Linked DNA regions of Oryctolagus cuniculus: region 2 is linked to region 1. Evidence: chromatin contacts called from public Micro-C data. All regions are on one chromosome and are shown on one strand. The core of a region is the stretch at or near the end of the contact, and the rest is flanking DNA. Distances in the headings are between cores, read along the strand shown. Region 1 has its middle 30 kb from the start of STARD4. Region 2 overlaps LOC103345116 (a long non-coding RNA gene).

The links. A called contact is a pair of places that touch in the nucleus more often than the background predicts.
Region 2: a Micro-C map of ear pinna shows a contact between it and region 1, with 5 times the contacts expected there. The contact joins two enhancer-like sites. A contact is called at or near these places in 4 of 6 Hi-C or Micro-C datasets (ear pinna, psoas muscle, skin fibroblasts and 1 more).

The regions. Positions count from the first base shown.
Region 1 is chr6:2,844,795-2,849,237 of mOryCun1.1, forward strand. No RefSeq gene overlaps it. Among named protein-coding and RNA genes, the nearest start is that of STARD4, 30 kb to the left of the region's middle. Within about 2 kb of position 1,642, at least 4 of the 8 cell types and tissues checked have an H3K27ac peak or open chromatin away from gene starts, as enhancers often do. A contact at or near this core is called in ear pinna, where this site is marked.
Region 2 is chr6:3,235,862-3,240,845 of mOryCun1.1, forward strand. The region is part of intron 2 of LOC103345116 (a long non-coding RNA gene); the gene reads right to left. Among named protein-coding and RNA genes, the nearest start is that of EPB41L4A, 240 kb to the right of the region's middle. Within about 2 kb of position 3,125, at least 1 of the 8 cell types and tissues checked has an H3K27ac peak or open chromatin away from gene starts, as enhancers often do. A contact at or near this core is called in ear pinna, where this site is marked.

The DNA of each region.
Region 1 (4,443 bases), core at 392-2,891:
GTGCTGGTTTGGAAAACATCTGTGCCTTGTACACTGTATGGTCGGTAATCACACTTAAGGGCTGCCACGGGAGCTCAGGAGGGACTATCATGGGAGTTGCGGGCTTTAGAGCTCCCAGCCACACCTCAGGGCTGGAGGTCTTTGGGTTCAGCAACTGCCCTTTGCAAGAGCCACCCCCATGGTCTTGGATGGCTTCTTCTGCTCACGAGAAGCCGAAGGTGTGTTCAAGGGAGGCCGGGTGACTCGGGGGAGGGTGTGGCTGGAAGCCCGGCCAGGTCAGAAGCTTCTGCTGGGATCACAGGAAGGCTGAGACATTAAACAGCAACACCTGCCAGGAACCTTCACTGCAATGGACAAGGAAGTGCCCGCTGCCTTCTCACTGTCCATAGCAACCTTGCGACGTGATGACAAGCAGCACTGCCCGCGCTCTGATGCCAGAGCAGACAGCTCCACCCCTCCCAGAAACTGCCCCAGGTGACATCTCCAGCAACAGCCCTAAGTAGCAGGTAGGTTGAGAGCTGTGCCCACCCAGCAGGTGTGGTTTTGACCGCTCTCTCCTCTCCTCTTCTAACCCGGGGCTGGGGTGCTCTCCCCTTCAGGTCAGCCTGCTCCTCTTCACTTCTGTGTCAATTCTTTTTGTGCTGACACATGAGGGTGGGTGATCCACTGCTCTGTGTGTAGGCTGGGAGTCCCTGGCCACCTGGCGTGGAGGAGCCGTGACAGGTGAGGGACCCTGTCTGGCTGTCAGCCAGTACCTGTTTAGCAGCTCATACTGGCAGACAACCAGGAACACTGCAGACGGCAATGGACGGGATTTCTGTCCTTGGGAAGTGCAAGGGTGACATGCAGGGCCTGAGCACCAGTGAGAGGTGCTCAGAGAGCAGCCCTCCCCCGTCCTGTGGTCTGAGACCTGAACCAGGGTCAGGATTTGGAGATCAAGAGGAAGCACAATGCAGGTGAGGGGAAGAACCTGCAAGGGGCCTAGAGGGAACTGAGCAGGGTGCTCAAGGAATCAGCAGATGTGGGGGGAGCACAGACAATGGCACAGGATGAGGGAGGGAGGACTTGGGGGTGTCCAGGACAGTGCAGGTGGGCTGGGCTCTGGACTTGGCTTCCCATGCCTACAAAACAGGTACAGAAGCGCCCGGCAGGATGGAGTACACCAGTTCTACCACAGGGAGCAAGGAGAGACTGGTTCTGGACGACAGAGGCCTTGGAGGAGACCTGAATCTCCATCAGGGTGCCTTGGAAGGCAACTGGGAATGCGGGCCCCTTCCCCAGCAAGCTCCCACAAGAGGGCGCTCAAGCAGGACAAACATCTAGCTCAGACTCCCCGGCCCGCCCGGAGCAAACCAGGGCAGGAAGGCAGCTGCTGGTGGAGCCCCCGGCGCTCCTGGGCTCCTCTCAGACCTCATGATCTGTTTTCTTCTGGGGAGACTCCAGCCGCTGCAGCCCTAGCCTGTGCTGGCCACGTAAGCGGTGAGCTTTCTCCAGTCCTGGGATACTGAAGGTGAACCTTTGGGCCTCTCTCTTCCGTGCCCCGCACAGCAGACCCACCACAGACGCTGAGAGACTGTGTCGTTCTGAGTGAAATCTTGCTGTTCTCTGGGTGTTCCCGCACCGTATGGCCCTCGGTTTGTTAGGGGACTATCTTGGAATTTCAGGCCATTTCCTCGGGAAGTGCTATTAGCGGAACAGGACGCAGAATTCAGTCTAAGGAGCAGGCAACAATGCAGGGCCTGAAGCCCAGGCTGCGTCTTGGGTGATTGTTTAAACACAAAGAACCAGCGGACCCCAATCCTGCCCAAGGCCCCTTGTAACAAAGATGCTCGGATCCCCAGGGGTGCACATGGTGACACCTGGTAGATGGTGCCTCACTGCCCAGCCCTCCCCACAGCCCCACGAGGCCTCAGCTTTTTATGCTGTATCTTGGTTTTATGTTTCTTACAGCCCCTTCCACTTAGACAAGCTCCAGGTTGTCCTCCCTAAATGATGGTTCCCCAGGTTTCCCTTGGAGGGAGCCCTGTCCAGACCCAGGCTCTCGGCAGAACACCTGTCCGTCCTGCAGAACCGGGACAACAGCAACCATTCCAGGTCCCTGTGTGCTGTGCTGTGCCCGTGTCTCCCCCTGGCTCTTCTCAAGGGACCATTGTATTAAAGAGGAGGAAGGAAGTGACTACAAAAAGGAAGTTATGCCAAAGTCATTTCAAAGGTGTGTTTTCCAGAGGACAAAACTCTCCCAAGGCCAGGGATTCAGGCGGGGGAAAGGGCAGTGTAGGGAAACAGAAATCTGGGGGGAGGGGAGGGGACTCCTCTGGGGCCTGGCCCTCCCTTCTGCAGACTGCACTGAGCGTTGGCCCCTCTGCCACCCCTGGCTCCCTCGCCCAGCTCCGTCTGCCTCTCTGTGCCTGTCTCTGAGGCCTTAGAGGTGTGCGTGCCCACTTTCTGTCTCGTGGCTTTGCTTCCCTCTCTGGCATGTGGCAGCCCCTGTGCTGGCTGTCCATGGGTCACTGCCGCTCCCCCCCCCCCAGCTCCCATGGCATCATGCTACTCCATGCCACAGCCAGCGGCCACACCAGCCAGCAGTGAATCAAGGCGTGCGATTCTGTCCTGCCACGCCCTGTGCTGGGCTCTGCAGTGGGAAAACAGAACAACTCTGGTTCTCCGCGGTCCCAGGCCCTGGTGGCAGAGGCTGGCCTTGGGCTTCAGCTGAGAGGGTGTCGGAGGCACCGCGGCTCTGCCCGCTGCTCCCCCAGCCCCAGTGCCTGTCTCACTCTACATGCCCATTTTCCCCTTTGACATTCACGCTCACAGCAGCAGCGGCCATCTGTGCGGCCTCTGACTGCTAAAAGCTGCTCACCGTCAGACTCGTCAGCCTTGGCGAGGAGGCTCACGTCCGGGCGACACTTCTGTCAACTACCTAGCAAACACAGATTTCGAGTGTCACAGGTCCCCCCTGCACAGCCATCAGACCATGGACTAAATCCCGCCCCCAGCTGGTTCTCCTTCGGTTACCACAGCAGAGTGGAAGGCATTTGCTTCACTTTCAGGCTCACGTGTTTTTACGTTTCTGTCGCTGAGGGCGCCAAGCGTTCACTCTGATCCTCAGCCGTGCTCCGTGTTTTTCATTAACGCTGGCAGTTAGGCGGCTCATTCCAGTTCCTGCCCTCCTTCCGGCTATGCCTGAACTCGCTGGCGGCAGTTGCCATGCCAACCCCAAATCCTGGGGTCCTGCTCCACATCCCAAGCGCCGTGCACATTTCCTAACAGCACCTGAGTGTTCTCCAAGCTAAGTAACATATCTATCACCTCATCAACCCACCACACTTTTGTGCGTGGTAAGGGAGATAAAATCTACTGCTCTGGCAATTTTGAAATGGATAACGCATTACTATTAATTGTGGTCACCATGCAGTGCAACAGATTCCTGAAACCGACTCCTCCAGCCTAGCTGAAATTGTTTCCCCTTCCCCAGCCCTCCCCTAGCCTCTGGTGACAGCCTTTCTACTTGGAGTTAATTTTTATATTTCATTAGGTAAAGACCCAACTTTCCTCAGCATGCGAGTGACGCTGCTTGCAAAGCCTGTCCTTTCCCTCCGAGCCGTCTTGGCGGCCTTCTCCAACTCATGACCTCGTACGCGGGGTTGACGTCTGAGCTTCCTCTTCCACGTGACTGCTCCGCACGTCTGTCTGCACGCCAGCACCACGCGGGTTTGCTTACTGCACCTTTGGAGCAGTTTTTAAAACCAGCAGGTGTAGGCTTTCTAGTTCTGTTTTTCACTTTTGAGATTGCTGTGGTTATTTGGGGTCCCTTGAGATTCCACACACATTTAGGAAGGGTTTTTTTTTTTAAGTTATGCAAAAAATATCATGAGGATTTGGATATGAATCAAATTGAATCTGTAGACTACTTTGGGTAGTACTGACGTCTTAACCAAAATTAACTCATTTAATCCATGAACATGTATGTGTTTCCAGTAATTTATGTGTTCTTTCATTTTGTAGTTTCCATTGTTTCAACCTTTCAGTTCCTTGATTAATTTCTAAGTTGTTCCTTCTTCTTGACATTTGTATAAATGGGATTATTTTCATAATTTTTTTTCAGATTCCTCATTGTTAAGATATTGAAGGCCGGCGCCGCAGCTCACTAGGCTAATCCTCCACCTTGCCGCGCCGGCACACCGGGTTCTAGTCCCGGTCGGGGTGCTGGATGCTGTCCCGGTTGCCCCTCTTCCAGGCCAGCTCTCTGCTGTGGCCCAGGAGTGCAGTGGAGGATGGCCCAAGTGCTTGGGCCCTGCACCCCACGGGAGACCAGGAGGAGCACCTGGCTCCTGGCTTTGGATCAGCGCGGTGCGCCGGCCACAGCATGCCGGCCGCGGCAGCCATTGGAGGGTGAACCAACGGCAAAGGAAGACCTTTCTCTCTGTCTCTCTCACTGTCCAC
Region 2 (4,984 bases), core at 1,875-4,374, 390 kb after region 1:
CATGGATTGGTTTCTGTATAGGGTCTTCAAAAAATTCATGGAAAATATGTATCATAAAAATTTATGCAGGAGGCTGGCGCCGCAGCTCACTAGACTAATCCTCTGCCTGCAGCACCAGCACACCGGGTTCTAGTCCTGGTCAGGGCACCGGATTCTGTCCCAGTTGCCCCTCTTCCAAGCCAGCTCTCTGCTGTGGCCCGGGAGTGCAGTGGAGGATGGCCCAAGTGCTTGGGCCCTGCACCCCATAGGAGACCAGGAGAAGCACCTGGCTCCTGCCTTCGGATCAGTGCGGTGCGCCAGCCATGGTGGCCATTGGAGGGTGAACCAACGGCAAAGGAAGACCTTTCTCTCTGTCTCTCTCTCTCTCACTGTCCACTCTGCCTGTCAAAAAAAAAAATAAAAATAAAAATCTATGCATAGATTTCAAAAACGTTTGCACTACAATAAACATCATTTTAACTCTTTTCCCACGAACCTTTGGCAGTGCTTGTGCATGGAGAAAGCAGCATTAGCACTGAGGGCACAGGGAAGACGGGAAACGTGCTGGCTGCCGAGAGGATGCTCTCGGGACCTGAGGATGATGAATTCGCTTTGCCACCTTCCAAGGCTTTATCAGTACAATCACCCTCCTTATCACCGGCCTGCATGTTTGAACTTGGAGTCCAGGTCCAATAAGGCAGAAATGAACCGCTCTCAGACACAGGACTCAGGGCTTTGTGCTTGCTTTTCCTTCTTACAATCACTCCTGTGTTTCTTTTTAAGCACCATCAGTCAGAGCAACTCTAAGACCATGAGGGACATCAAACACAGGTATGTTTAGGGAAAGGCAATTTATCATACTTTGCTTTCCATTCTTTAAATAACGTATGAATGTTCTCATTGCAGCCTAAAAGGGTTTTTGGTGTTCTAGACACTAAATTCTAGAGGCTCCAGCTGCAATGGCTGAATTTCTACCTAAGCTTTAAAGATGACCTCTTTCATGAACTGAATCATAGGACTGTAGAGAACTTAGAGATCATTTAAATCTTAACTGGGTGAAGATAGCAAAGGCATCTCAGACAATAAATGCTGGGGTTATGGGTGTTGCAAGTGCAGCTACTGATGTTCTAGATCAAAGTATGACATACGTGCCACACGCATAAATACATAATGCCTGTACAGCACTGCACTTTGAATTCTCTATCCTGTACTTAGAAACACTGGCTGTCTTACAAAATTGACAACTAATAAATATACAATCTAGTCAAACATATAACAAACTATTGCTATTGCTCAAGAGATGTGTCCAGAAATCAGGAGTTCTAGCAAAGAACTGACCAGATTCAGACATATGTGGCAGTGTCTGCTTTAGGATGTTCTGATCAATGTCTCCTCACCTTACATTAACATAGCTCAAGTGGTTAAAGAAATAATTTGGTTGTGCCAGCTCTTTCCAGGGCACATTGGAGTTTCTGATAGGAATTCATAAATAATTACATTATCTTACAAAGCACTGTGCTACAAAGAGGCTTAAAATTCAAGGACAAATTATGCCTGAGTTTTGTTGCAAATGAGCCAGAAGACGCAGAACTATCTCATGAATTCCAAGATGTCTGAGAAATTCTGTATTACATAATTGTACTTAATCGACCACTCCCTTTACCTTCTTGAATTTAGTTTGTCAGTGATTTTTCATCTATAAAATATGGAAACCACATGTAGACTGAATCAGCAGAGTCTATATGGGAAAGACTCCTAAAATACATGTGCTCAAAGTGCATATCTTACTAAGCTCATTTATATAAAGTTTAGCAGAGAGGAAAACTACTGGAGAACACAGATGAGAAACTGAATGCTGTATTCAGACACAAAACAATCATAGGCCAGTAGAAAAGAAGCACAGAAGTGCAGTTAATTAAATCTTTTCTGGAAAAAAAAGTTTGGGTAAAAATAAAATTCTAAGTATGAAACTACATATGCACACCAAACCTGGACTGTAACGGGAAATGGAAACAGAACTACAGCCAAAGGGATCTGAAAGAGCTTCTCCATGTAAGAAAATTTAGGACTGAAACAGGCAGGACGACTCAATGTCAACGCTGTTACTCCACTTGCTAACAGTATGAGTAAAATCCACTCACAGCCTCTGGTTCCCACACATGGCTGTAAGACGGGCCCATTACTTATTAAGCAGGAGGACAAGACACCAGCAGGAAGCAGGATTGTGCTTTCTCCCCACTCACTTCAAGTTTGCTTGCTGCACCCTCTTTCAACCCTTGGCAGAGAACTTAGGAAGGTGTCAAGGTATCATAGCTCTGTCAAATAAGGTGGCAAGGATAATCTTATGTTTAAAAAATATATATTTATCTGCTTTTATTTAAAAGGCAGAGTTACAGAGAGAGAGGGAAAAAGAAAGAGAGATATTCTGCCTACTGGTCCACTCCCCAAATGGCCACAACAGCCAGGGCTGGGCCAGGCCGAAGCCAGGAGCCTTGGAACTGCATCAGGGTCTCCCATTTGAGTGCAGTGGTCCAAGCTCTTGGGCTATCTTCCCTTGCTTTCCCAGGCACGTTAGCAGGGAGCTGGAAAGAAGTGGAGCAGTAGGGAATCAAATCAGTGCCCCAAATGGGATGCCAACATTGCACGCGTCAGCTTAACCCACTGTGCCACAAGGCCAGTCCACTTACTTCACTATTTTAAACATCACTTTGTTTTACTATCAAATATGCAAAATCTTATCCAACTTAGATTAGCTTCCTGAGAAACATTTCAAAGACCCCAGTAGGACTGTAGCATTAGGCTCTTTCCCTCCTCTTCTCTACCCATGATCACACAGTGAGTAAGCAGCAGAGCCAGGATCTGAACCTGGTCACTTCCTTCCATTCCTTCTCATTGGTCTCCTATCCATGGCCTGCTTAGGGTCTCTCTTGTCAGTCTTTGACTCCTGGTCGTCTAACCTTCCAGGCAAATCTGTTGAACAAGGTCTTCTACAGAATCACCGCACCTCTAACCCAGTTGACACACAGCCTTTGCTACACTGCTCTCTGGTGATGGAAGATGGTCCCACCACAGCCCTCTCTCTTGTTACAAAGCTCTACTGTCAGGCGTGGGTCTCTCCTGGTGGGGGCCCCCAAGCGCTGGGCATCTGTATCAAGTTCTCCAGCAGTTCCCAGAGGAGTGCCTTACAGCATGCCAATGATCCCGCCCAAGCGTCTCCACCACCAACTGCAACTCCAACACTGGACGAGACCAAAGGGCAGAACTGGCTGCAGGATCATGACCTGCCTAGACATTCCCCTCCGACTGGGAGGTGCCTGCTGCTGTCTTTACCTTAACCATATCTGTGCGGTCACCTTTAGAATCCTGATACTGCCTCTGCTGACCCAATAAAATGAAAAGAAAAAAACAACACACAGGAAGATTACTGGAAAAATTAATACTGAGAAATTTTCCAAGATGCCATCTCTGAAGGATTCATGTTAGTATAAGAATGACTTCAAAAATAATCATAAATTCTGACAACAGAACTTTGAATTCATTCAATTATTGTCAGTTGCGAAATAATTTCCCAGTTCTTAGCAGCCAGCCATGCATGGACACAGTTATGATGAAATAGAGTGTTCCCATGTGGGACTGCTTCCAACCGTCAGAAAATCATTAATGAAGCTCAGCACTTTCTCTTTAAGATTCCCACCTCTTGATCTTTGTTTGATCACTTGGGATCACACACCACAAGCCTAATCCCTTTCTGATGGCACAGGCTTAGCAGTGTGTGAAGCTCAAGTCGCCCCACCGTTGGTCCTGTACTTTCTAACAGCCGTCCCTCCAGCACAGCCTGCGTCGCACTCCTCTGTGGCTCCACTCCTGCTTGCTCTTGCTTGAACACTTTTGAGCCCCGACTTGAGGTGCCACACTGAGACTTGAACAGGGTGGTCCCCCCGTGAGGAAAAGGGGGACTGGCTTGCCTTCACCGTGCCACACTTTCGGTCAATGCAACCTAAGTTAACTTTTACTCTGCTGACAGCCATGACACACAGCTGATCTATACCAAGTCATTGCCAGCCATGTTTCTGAAGTCTCCTCAGAGGTACTACAGCTGAGATACAACTTGTCCTGCATACATGCTTTCCGCCCCAGGATCAAGTATTGGCATCAGCAATCATTATGCTTACCAAGTTTAACCAACCTCAGACTTTAGGATCCTGACTTGAGTAATTTATTCTCTTTAATTTCACATCACCCCAAATTCAACAAGAATTCAATAACATCTCCAACAAAATCACACACACACACACACACACACACACACACAAGAATTAAAGGAAAAAGGCCAAAGATAGCCCTGGAAATACTCCTGCATATGATGTCAATCTATTCTGCAGCTATTCAGCTATGAATTTCCATAATTACATTTATGGCAAGGCCCCCACCTCGCTCCACCCACAGTGTGTGATGCAGGCCTTGTCTAGTGCCTCACGCAGATTCAGATATCCAAGTCCTCCACCCTTCCTGGCTGTGAGGTCCGGACAACTTGTTCAACAAGCAAGTTCACTGTGATAGATCCTGAACCTGCTCTGGCTTCTCAAAACCAGGTAACAGGGCCCCTAGGGACTCACCAACCATTTATTTGAAGGTACACAACAGGGGTGAGATCACATTCATTATCAGAGATAAAAGCACACTGAAATTACCAGCTCTCCTTTCCAGAAGCGTGAAGGACCGGAATCCTCAAACGCCTCCCATCTTTCCTGTGCTCACCATGATTTCTGTGTTCCCATTTAAAACTGCCTCAGTGTTCAGGAATATACTTTACCCACGTGAGAGAGTCGACAATTCAAACAGCACAGCTGGGAATTCTCTGTCAGTGGCTAAGAACTAATATTAACACCAATACAACTAAAGCCACTCGTTGGAAACCAGGTTTTGTGATTTGTGCTGTTCAAGCTCTTCCGTGCCCCACAAAAAACCCACCAGTGCCACCTGCTCCTCCAAAGACCCTCACACC